Linked DNA regions of Mus musculus: region 2 is linked to region 1. Evidence: chromatin contacts called from public HiChIP or PLAC-seq data. All regions are on one chromosome and are shown on one strand. Each heading gives the region's core, a stretch centred on a gene start, on an enhancer-like site or on the middle of the called end of the contact. The rest is flanking DNA. Distances are from core to core; before and after follow the strand shown.

Region 1 (5,487 bases), core at 1,027-3,526:
TGCCACAGTCACCTAGCCCTGCCTTGAAGTCCCAGTAGCACTGCCCCCTCCCCCGCCCCGCCCCCTTGCAATAGTATTACCAAGTTTTCTTTTGCATCTGCTTATCCCAGGGCTGCATCTCTGGTAACCTTCAGGGTGACACACTAAGGTTTGTTCTGCCACTCTTACTTGTTCTGATCCCTCTGGGAGTCTTGCAAAACCTGATCATAGGTCCTGTGACCTACGACCTCAGAAAACCCAGAGCCTAACACTGGCATCTCTGAACCCCTCTCACTACCCAAGGCTGTCAGGCCCCATCACCCACCCCCCTGTTCATTCTCCCATGATTCCCTTGCCTCTTTGTGGATGTGGCTGGGACTCTGTTGGGCCTTGCCTCCACCTAGATCACTCTGCTAAGGGCAGCAGAACAGGTCCCCACCCCACAAGTTGTACAGTTAAGGCTATTTTAGAATGTCTATCAAAGCCACCTCAGGACTTGGGAATATCTCTTAGCCCTTCAAAGCCTTCTCCCACCAGGCTAGCACTTCTCCCTGATGCCTGACACAAAGGGTCAGACACACAAGCTGAGAATCACTGCTCTATTGGATAGTGACTGGCAGAAATAAAGTTAATACATGCAATGATCTCTTCTTCTCTTCTCTTCTCTTCTCTTCTCTTCTCTTCTCTTCTCTTCTCTTCTCTTCTCTTCTCTTCTCTTCCCTAATAAAGTCCCACCCAGTCCCACATACTGATGGTTTTCAAGGGGACAATACTATTTTCAGAATACTACTTCTGAGAGTGTTCTGATAAGATTCTCTCTCTCTTTCCTCTCTTTCTTTCTCTCTCCTCCCTCTCTTTCCTTCTCTCTCCCCTCTCTCTTTCTTTCTCTCTCAGAGTCAATTATGCATCTGAGTCTACGGAGCTGAAGACCCTGAATGGAACAGCTGATGTCTTAAGAAGTCGGTGTACTAGACCATTATTATAATGAAACCCTCTGATATATAAACATGAAGCTGAGTGACCAGGAACAACTCTTTCAAGGCTGAAAAACTGTAAATAAACTATAGAGTCTTTTTTAAAGAGTGTACATACTATTTCCCTATGGCCCATGTTCCCAACCAATAGCTGCCCAGGTCCCTCCGTGGGGGCGCTTGCTCTGCTAGCTCAGCACTCTTCAGAGCTTCATCTCAAAGTTGGCAACCCATGCAGAGCAGAGGCGCCCTGAACTCCTGTTTCTCTTCTTTCTCCCTGTCCTGCCCACAGGACATGGAGACTGGGACAGAGGACAGTGTGGACAATAGAGGGTGTGCTGCCAGCCTTCACTCTTCCAGCATGTTGTCTGCCTCCCTCTTCAACTTCGTTCAGTGGCATAGAAGAGGGAATTTAACTTTTTCCCCAGATGCAACAAACAGATGCTGAGCCCAGAGACCTTGCATCGCCAATTAAAAAAAAAAAAAAAAGTTATAGAATCTGTAAAGCTGCTGAAAGAAATCAGAATTTCAGCAAGTTCTAGTTTTCGTTGTCGTTTTTTAAAGGCTGCTCCTTGCGATCATCTACGGGATGGGGAGGGGTGTCCTGTATAAAACCCCATCTGTTCATCTCAGAACAATTGAATGTGCTTAGAAGAAGGGCAGACGGCGGGGTGATGTGTGAGCCTGGGATCCCGACAAAGCAGAGAGAGCGGATGATGCTGGCGATAAAGACAGAGCTGTCATAACCAATTAGCATTGAACTTTCCACACAGATCGAGAATGCAATGGGTTCTTTCCGTTTTAATGTGTGTCTTCAAAGTAATTTTGTAAGCTATTTAAGCGATGCTCCCTTTTACAACTCCACATAATTTGATTATATAAACCATCCTCCAGTCCTTGGATATGCAAATCCAACATCAAGATCCCGCCCCCCCTTCAACACCCCCATATTCTAGTAGGATTGGATGTTGGTTACAGTGACAGGAAGTAACACAAATGGGTATCAACAGCCCGTTGTCTGGGCAAAGAGGCCACTCGGACTTCATGTGGCAACAGGCTAAGTATAGTCCAAATTAAAAAATAACTTTGCAGCCGAGCATAGTGAGGCTAGTATGGTCTATAAAGGGAGTTCCAGGTCAGCCAGGACTACATAGCAAGATCCTGTCTTGAAAAAAAAAAAAAGTCTGGAGCCCATAGGCAGAGCAGGGAATGGGTTTTGCAGTAAAACTGCCTTAGGCTATTATCTTAAGGCTACAGAACACTGGGCTGGGCTTGTGAATAAACCCTTGCGGCCTCAGTATCCCCCACCTATAGGATGGGGTCTCCATTCCTTGAGGCAGACAAAGCATAAACAAAGTGGCTGTCCCAGCCGCAGGGCTAAAACATCCAGACAAAGGTAGCGTTGTAGAGGAAAGGGCTTTATCTGGGTTGCCGTCCTACCACATGGTCCATCATTTTGAAGATGTCAAGGTAAGAACTGAAGCAGCAAGTCACGCACATCTATAGTCAAGACTGAAGAGAAATGAACGCACTCACGCTGTCCGATTGCCTCTGCTAACACTCAGCTATCTTCATCTCCTATAGGTCAGAGTCCAGCTGGTGCTGGTGCCTGCTCACATTCAGGGTAGGTCTTCCCACCTTAATTAACTTGACAATGCCCCACAGGCATGCCCATAGGCCGACCTGATCTGGATACTCTCTTCTTAAGTCTCCCAGCCAACACAAGGTTGTGTCAAAAGGACAAAGAAAGCCAACCAACAGGATGCGCCTGAGCAGTTTCCGTTGTGACCTTGACACTACTCAACTGTGACTAGAAAAAGAAGCCAGGCAGGACTTGTCCTTTATCGACGACTAGTAAGGACACAGGGATGAAATCTTGCCAGTGGCGAGGATAAAGGTACCTGCATCTTGCAGGAGTCTCCCCTCAGGGAGAGCCAGCAGCAGGTATAAGCATATGGTCCATTCGTTCCTCTTTTCTCAATTCCCATGGATCAGACATGCTGAGTGCAGAGAATTGGAGAATACAGATTGAAGTCATAATCACTGACCTCCCGGAGTTCACACTGTGACGGGGTTTACAGTGTGACAGGGAGAGGCAAGAAATGACCACAGCACCGATAAACTCAGCAGCCAGGTCCTTTCTGCACCTGGGAGAGTGCAGACCAGTTCTGCCCTGCCTGGGGGCAATTCTGGAAGGTTTCTCAGATGAAAGGGTGCTTCCTTTGAACCAAAGAGATCCCCAGACGGACACAGGAAACTCGTTCCCATTAGGAAAGTTGTTAACTGACTGCTAAGGCTGAAGGAGGGTTTTAGAGGTGTTGGGGGAGGGGCAGGTTGTCCTTAGTTTTTGAACAGAGCTTCTCACTGCCTGGGGCTCACAGAGTAGGCTAACGCTGTTTGACCACTAAACCCAACGGATCCTCTCAAGTGCAGGAAATATATGGCCACGTGCCACGTCTCGGCTTTTTTATGTGAATCTGGGAACTGAGCTCAGGTCATCAGGCCTTCATGGCAATGCTTTGTCAGCTGGCTATATCTCTAGGCCAGTATTGAAAACTGTGTGTGTGTGTGGTGATTCTTAACTTTCCAAATGTTGTGATTCTTTAATACAGTTCCTCATGTTGTGTGGACCCCCAGCTATAAAATTATTTTTATTGTTATAACTAGTTTTGCTACTGTTATGAATCACAGTGTAATCTGATAGGCAGATGCCCTTAGGCGACCCCTGCAGAAAGGTCATTCAACCCTCAGAAGGGTCAGACACACAGGTTGAGAATCACTGCTCTACTGGATAGTGACTGGAAGAAATAAAGTTAATACATGCAATGATCTCTTCCCTAATAAAGACCCACCCAGTCCCAGATATTGATGGTTTTCAAGTGGAGAATAAGTTATTAGAAACGCGGCATGCAAACACAGTATGTGTGAGAGTCATAAGCTGACCAGGGCATTGAAAGTTCTTCGCTGTGATCTGGAGTCAACCTTTAGGTCCTTTAGGACCTTTTAGGAGTCAACCCATGAATGGTCTTGCTGTCACCAGCAGAGATTCTCTCCTAGTCTTGTGTTTCATGAAGTCCCTTGAAAATAGCTTCAGCCAGAGGAGATTAAAGTCATCCTCCATAGTGAGTAGGAGAGGCCTGAAAGAGCCAAGATCTCTGTATTATTCCACAGGTCAAATAAATGTCATTTCTTTTTGTAAGTTACACACACACACACACACTCCCTTCCTTCTTTATTTCATTTCATTTCATTTTCCAGTGACTGTGTGAAAAAAATAAATGGAGACTAGAATAAATGACTCATAAGTTCTAAAATACTTGTTGAGCTGGGCGGCATGTTGAAATGTCCCACTCTATCCTGCCATGGCCTCCACTTATACCTTGTTCCAGGATATCTGTGCCATATACCCTATACCACCGTTGGCCACTCAGTAGCCTGCTCAGCATCAGAGCCACTGTTACGGTAAAGCGTCTGTAATTTGAGTTTCACTTAATAATAGCTCAAGGCACATATGTTTCCTACTATATACTGTTATGACTATTTTACTTTAGTATTATTTTTGTTCTTAATTTTTTACTGTGACTAGTTTCTAAGTTAAACTTACTCAAAGACACATATGTCTAGAGATCTTTTGACAATTCTTGGTTGAGTTATCTATGTGGCAGTGGGGGTGGATGAGGGTGGATCATACATGCCCCTGGAGATAAGGGACAGTAACGGTATGGTCTCCTTACTGTAGAAGTTGAAATAGAATCAGTACTTCGTAAAGTTGAGGTCTTGAATATAATCTGGGAGGAGAAGAGGAAGTGTTGGAAGGGAAGAGGCCCTCGAATTCCGAAGCCCAAGGGGTCGCTGGAGGCAGTGTGGCTGTTTGGATCCATTGTCAGGATGGCTTCAGAGGGACCAGTGCGGCCTCGTCCATGAAGCCCGTGTTATCAGAAAGATGATCCACAATTGAGGTCAAGAGATAGAACCTAGGTATGCTACCTCGGCTAGCCTCAGACTCCTAGGCTCAAGTAATCCTCCTGCCTCAGCCTCTTCAGTAGCTGGTACTACAGCCATTGCCACTGCTACCAGCTGTGACCAAGTAGGTTTGAGATCCGAAGTTATGGCTCTGATTTTGAACAGATCCCAGACAGAATGGAAACCACAAGAGGTTCATTCACAGAGAGGGCACTGGCTGAACCAAGGACCTCACTAAGTTCTCACCCCTCTCCCCCTAATTCATTGTGTGACCTGGAAGAAAATCACATCCCTTCTCTGACCCAAGAACTTCTAGTCCTGGCTGCAGGGTGAACCTTCCCAGGAAGTGGTAATGCCGTGATACAATACGAGCTCTCAACGGATCCCTGCACACCCAAAGTGTACCACGACGGCCTTGAGGGAGACCCTACAGAGCTCAGCAGCTCAGAATTCAATTTTCACATTGGTAACTTCATCCCTTTGGGCCTTTTGAGTTACTTTGGCCTTTAAGAGTGGCTTCTTATATGAATTTCCTGAAACCCTTATCAGCCAACATCTTAGGCTCCAGTGATTG
Region 2 (5,487 bases), core at 1,217-3,716, 140 kb before region 1:
TACCCTAAAAAAAAAACAAAAACTGACAATGACTTTGACCACAGTTGACGTACCCTATTGCTCTCATTAGGCCTGCCTGTAGTTCCTAGTCCTTGTATCTATATCTAAAGCTGAAATGGGATTCTCAGTAAGACAAAGAGATACAGCCTGTATTGGAAGCACAGATGTACCCATCCCCTGGATCTCCCTTATACTGAGAGCTCTAAAACATGTTGTGGTGTGATCATAGGTCAAGGCATCAACATAGCTGAAGGTGAAGGAAATACAGAATGGGTAGTAGAGGAAGGTAGTTATAAATACCAATTAAGGCTACGTAACCAGTTGCAGAAACGAGGATTATAAAATATGAATGCCCCATTGTAAATTTACAAATACGTTTGCGATTGTACGAGGGATAGTTATATCATGTTAGGTGTATTCACAACCTTGTTATTGTTTCATGTGAGCATGAGATATTATTTGTGTCAAGTTGACAAGGGGTGGATTGTAGTGGCTATTCTTGGTTGTCAACTTGACTATATTTGGAATGAACTACAATCCAGAATTGGAAGGCTCACCAGTGACCCTTATCTGGAGGCTTGGAGATCCTTATCTGGATCTTGGTATGGAGATCTTGAGCCACAGTGGCTATGGATTCCAGAAGATTGAATCTCCGAGTTTAAGGAACACACCTTTAATCTGGGCTACACCTTTCATCTGGGATTAAAGGTGTGGTGGAACACACCTTTAATCTGGGCTACACCTTCTGCTGGAGACAATATAAGGACATTGGTGAGTGTCCTATGGAGAGAACACTGGTTATCTTCACAAAGTACTATTTTAAAGGAATTTAGGAAGCATTAAGTGTTTGCAACTGTGAGACCCACCTCTGACCTGTGTGAAGTATTAGTATTGTGGTCATAATCTTCTGACTCAAGAGATGGATCCACTTCCAGCCTGTGAGGTTGAAAACCAACTCACTGATTTTACCAGCTCCAAAAACATGTCTCTATTTTATGAAGGCTGCCAGAATGAGAACCAACACGATTCGCTAGTACAACTTCTGTGTTTAGTAACACAAAAGAGCCACTGTATGGTCCTAATTTTGTTATTAGATATTAATTTTTCTCTGTGTGCTCTACTGAGCCTTCTTCTCATAGCCAAAAATCATGAGAAGTATCACTCGTTTGAATAAAATGTTAGTTCTATGTTTTTTTTCTTAATTAATAAATCCTGTGTGCATAGAGTGCACTGCATTTTAGACTGCATTATGATTACAGAAGCTAATTGCTCTGTATAGGTTCACTTTTAAAATGATTTTTGTTTGTGTTTGTTTGTATGTGTGTTTGTTTGTGTGTGTGTTTGTTTGTTTCTGGTGTTGGGGATGGCTTGGCAATGCTCTGTCTCTGAACCACACCCCCAGAAAAACATATTTGGGAACCAGTTCCAAGAATGGAAAACATAGGTTTCAGAGGCCAAACAGAAAGTGGCTTTGTAAAGGAAGAAGCCAATGTTGCTGAAGTCTCTAAATAAGATCAAGGGCCAGGTGTCGAGGAGAGGATGAAGCAGAAATAACACACACACAGGGTAGTTTGCAATGAACCAAGCAGGTATGGAATAGCCATGGAGCTAACCAGAGGCAGGAAAAGTCTTGAGGTTCACAGAATTGGCTCCAGATCCCGCAACTGTGAGCACTGCTCTGTGAGGCAGCCTGGCCCTGGCCTTGGAAGCAGAAATAATCACATGGTCACCCATTTTGATTATCCCAGATTAGGGAACTGGCAGGTGGGAGTGGTAGTAAAAGGACATTTCTAGAATGTGCCTGGCGATCTGGCAAGGAGTTCAGAGGAGATCTGCAGTTGGGCAGGCTGTGTGGGAAGAAGCCTTAAATAACTGCCCTGCAAGCTGTGTGTTTGAGAGGGTGTTGGTAATGGAATGCCTTAGACAGGGCCATGCCAACAACAAAGTACACATTCCTGGGGGCCTGGAGGCCCAGAGTCCAAGATCAGGTTGGCTTCTGAGGCCTTTCCTGGGCTTGCAGATGACCTTCTTGTGTCCCCATACGTCAGTCCCTGCCCCCAGGTGCTTTGTCTACACCCTCTTTATAAAGGCCTGTGCTCAACCTATGGCTTCAACCTCGGGGATTAGAAGTCAGGGTTTTAGGGTCAAGGAGAGGAGTCTTTGGGTGAGAGTGGAGGAAGGGAGCCTGCGCCTCAGGACACAAGAGCTTAGGACCGTGCTAGTGGCCCAGTTGTAAGCCAGAGTCAGGCCAGCTGGGGCAAGTGTCAAAGGAGAGCTGATGGGAATGGCTGCTCGGATCAGGAGACTTCATTACAGAGAGGCTAGGGGCTCTCGAGACTGCTCAGCATTTCCTCACGCTACCGAATGCGTTGACATTGTTCCGTGTCAGCCCCACACTGTAGAGCGCCAAGGGCTCAAAGTGGCACTTTTCATTTCTGATTTCCCAACCACTTAGTCAGCTGTGAAGAGCTGACCTGAAAGGACAATTCCCAGTCAGAGCTTTTTTTTTTTTTTTTTAACCCCAGACCAAGGGTCATGTGTCGGCAGTTTTCTCTAAAACCAGTAGATGGCGATCTTCCATCCTTGGCCTGTTGACCCACAGGGATTAGCACTGACCTTGCCCCTCAAGGACAGACCTTTGTGATTGTGAAATTCCTAGGCAAATGAATGGATCTGGAGGGCATCATCCTGAGTGAGGTAACACAATCACAAAGGAACTCACACAATATGTACTCACTGATAAGTGGATATTAGCCCAAAACTTAGGATACCCAAGATATAAGATACAATTTGCTAAACACATGAAACTCAAGAAGAATGAAGACCAAAGTGTGGACACTGTGCCCCTTCTTAGAATTGGGAAGAAAACACCCATGGAAGGAGTTACAGAGACAAAGTTTGGAGCTGTGACAAAAGGATGGACCATCTAGAGACTGCCATATCCAGGGATCCACCCCATAATCAGCTTCCAAACGCTGACACCATTACATACACTAGCAAGATTTTGCTGAAAGGACCCAGATAAAGCTGTCTCTTGTGAGACTATGCCGGGGCCTAGCAAACACAGAAGTGGAGGCTCACAGTCAGCTATTGGATGGATCCCAGGGCTCCCAATGGAGGAGCTAGAGAAAGTACCCAAGGAGCTAAAGGGGTCTGCAACCCTATAGGTGGAACAACATTATGAACTAACCAGTACCCCAGAGCTCTTGACTCTAGCTGCATATGTATCAAAAGATGGCCTAGTTGGCCATCACTGGAAAGAGAGGCCCATTGGACACACAAACTTTATATGCCTCAGTACAGGGTAACGCCAGGGCCAAAAAAATGGGAATAGGTGGGTAGGGAAGTGGGGGGGGGTATGGGGGCTTTTGGGATAGCATTGAAAATGTGATTGAGGAAAATACGTAAAAAAAAAAAAAAGAAAGAAAAAGAAAAATGTATATATAAATCTAAGATATGAAACTTAAGTATGTTCTAAAAGTAAGATATCAAATATTTTGCCAAAACTTTATATGCCCCAATACAGGGGAATGCCAGGGCCAAGAAGCGGGAGAAGGTGGGTAGGGGAGCAGGGCAGAGGGAGGGTATAGGAAACTTTCGGGATAGCATTTGAAATGTATATAAAGAAAATAACTAATAAAAATAAATAAATTTTAAAAAAAAAAGGGGGGGCTGGTGAGATGGCTCAGTGGGTAAGAGCACCCGACTGCTCTTCCAAAGGTCAGGAGTTCAAATCCCAGCAACCACATGGTGGCTCACAACCATCCGTAACGAGATCTGATTCCCTCTTCTGGAGTGTCTGAAGACAGCTACAGTGTACTTACATATAATAAATAAATAAATAAATAAATAAATAAATCTTTAAAAAAAAAAAAAAAAAGGACAGACCTTCAACTCTATCTTGTCCTGGAATGTGAGGCCAGAGGCTAGCTCATCTTCTCTGCTAATTTATGCTTGCTCCCGATAACCTAGAAAACAGCTGCACAAGGTTAAAAACTAGATCTCCACTGGCAGCTACATAGACTCACTCCCTCGTGCGTGTCCTTGCGTCCCCTCTTTTCATACCAGTGGCATTCTCCAGTCACTGCCTCTCACAAATCTCCTATGCCTCTGGATTTTTCTGTTTTCTCAAGTCAGTTTGTTGTTGTTGTTGTTCTTGCTGTTGCTGCTGCTGCTGCTGTTGTTGCTGTTGCTGTTGTTGTTGCTGTTGTTGTTGTTGTTGTTGTTGTTGTTGTTGATCTGCTCCATGTTAAACCAGTTCAGGAGCATTCAACCTTTTGACATTCCAACATGAGGTTGTCATTCACAAAAATGTTGGCCACATTCACACAATCCTGGGATACCTGTGACTCATGAGCTGCAGGCTACACCCACCTGAACCTTTCTGCTCCTCCCCCAACTTCCTGTTCCTTCTCACTTGTAGCGCACCTTTCAGAGAGATTCCTCATTGCTTTCTAACCCAGCTCCTAATTCCAATGCTCACCAAGTGAAGTGGACAGCAAAGGACCTCACCTTGCAAAAGCCTCGAAAAATATTAGGCTGACTTTTCTGTGAAATAGAAGCATGAAGATTTTTGCATCGACTACCAGCAATACAACTCGTTTAATTTGGCTTTGATGTCTTAAAGGATTAAAATGTTGGTATCAGCCATAATATTTTAAAGCGAGCTAGAACACGTTGGCGGTTGTATCAAGAATCTGTTTGATGTCAAGGAATATGATTGCTGAAAAGGCATGGCATATGACTGATAAAATGGCATTAAAATGTAATGCTGGCAGTGGAGAATCTCAAAGATGGGGCGGGGGGCGGGGAGGAGAAGGTGGCCCTTAAAAGTGAGGACAGAGAAATGCAACTCAGGTGGGTGAGGTGCCACCAGCACCAGCTGAAGCTACTCAGGGCAGGCACTCAAGCAGCTTGCATCCCCTTTCAAAGAAGACCCTCGCCACCCTGTTTCTGCCTCAGAGGAAGAGCTAAGTTTAAATAGGTGGGGTTTCCCAGGGCCTCACGGTGTCCGTTTCTGCAGCAGGTGCCTGCCATCTGCCCTCACTGCCTGATCCATAATAGCCGACTTATGGTTCTTCCAAGGTGAAAGGTTCAGAATTAGTCTGGAAATAGGATTCACTTCTCCTCAGTTCCTCACAAGAGGGAGTAAGCCCCTTAGGGCCAGCTTCAGCCAGCTGGCAGTGATCAAAGCAATGAATGGATACTGGAGGACTAGAGAGAAAACCAGGAAAGATTTCTTCCTGGCAGTGTGAGCAGCAAAGTGTGAGCCTGCAGGTCTGGAGTTCCTCACTGAACCTAGTGTGTAGCCAGCCCAGATGAGTCGTCACCCCCCTGCCCAAGAACAGAAGAAGGAAGTCAGCTTGCCTTCCATCACACACTCTGCTGTGGATTTATTTTTATATCAAATAAGTAAGAAGCCTGTCAACTTGGCACACAGTTAATGTGTCTGCCCTGTGAGGGCCCTGTCTGCCCTTGATCTTCTCC

Evidence for each region. HiChIP or PLAC-seq counts read pairs in DNA pulled down with a chosen protein or histone mark.
Region 2: a contact with region 1 is called in an H3K27ac HiChIP or PLAC-seq map of embryonic stem cells, with 12 read pairs. The contact joins two enhancer-like sites. A contact is called at or near these places in 3 of 39 promoter capture datasets (cranial neural crest, hippocampal neurons and liver), 1 of 15 datasets of contacts at CTCF or cohesin (embryonic stem cells), 4 of 484 Hi-C or Micro-C datasets (embryonic stem cells and reprogramming fibroblasts), 14 of 115 datasets of contacts at active chromatin or transcription factors (embryonic basal ganglia, embryonic stem cells, expanded potential stem cells and 5 more) and 1 of 9 other capture datasets (embryonic stem cells).

The regions. Positions count from the first base shown.
Region 1 is chr17:10,353,705-10,359,191 of GRCm38.p6, reverse strand. No RefSeq gene overlaps it. Among named protein-coding and RNA genes, the nearest start is that of Gm39565, 15 kb to the left of the region's middle. Within about 2 kb of position 2,276, at least 16 of the 459 cell types and tissues checked have an H3K27ac peak or open chromatin away from gene starts, as enhancers often do. A contact at or near this core is called in embryonic stem cells, expanded potential stem cells and trophoblast stem cells, where this site is marked.
Region 2 is chr17:10,497,995-10,503,481 of GRCm38.p6, reverse strand. All of the region lies in intron 4 of Pacrg (PARK2 co-regulated), which reads left to right. All of the region lies in intron 2 of Gm16168 (a long non-coding RNA gene), which reads right to left. Among named protein-coding and RNA genes, the nearest start is that of Gm16168, 7.5 kb to the right of the region's middle. Within about 2 kb of position 2,466, at least 42 of the 459 cell types and tissues checked have an H3K27ac peak or open chromatin away from gene starts, as enhancers often do. A contact at or near this core is called in embryonic stem cells, expanded potential stem cells and trophoblast stem cells, where this site is marked.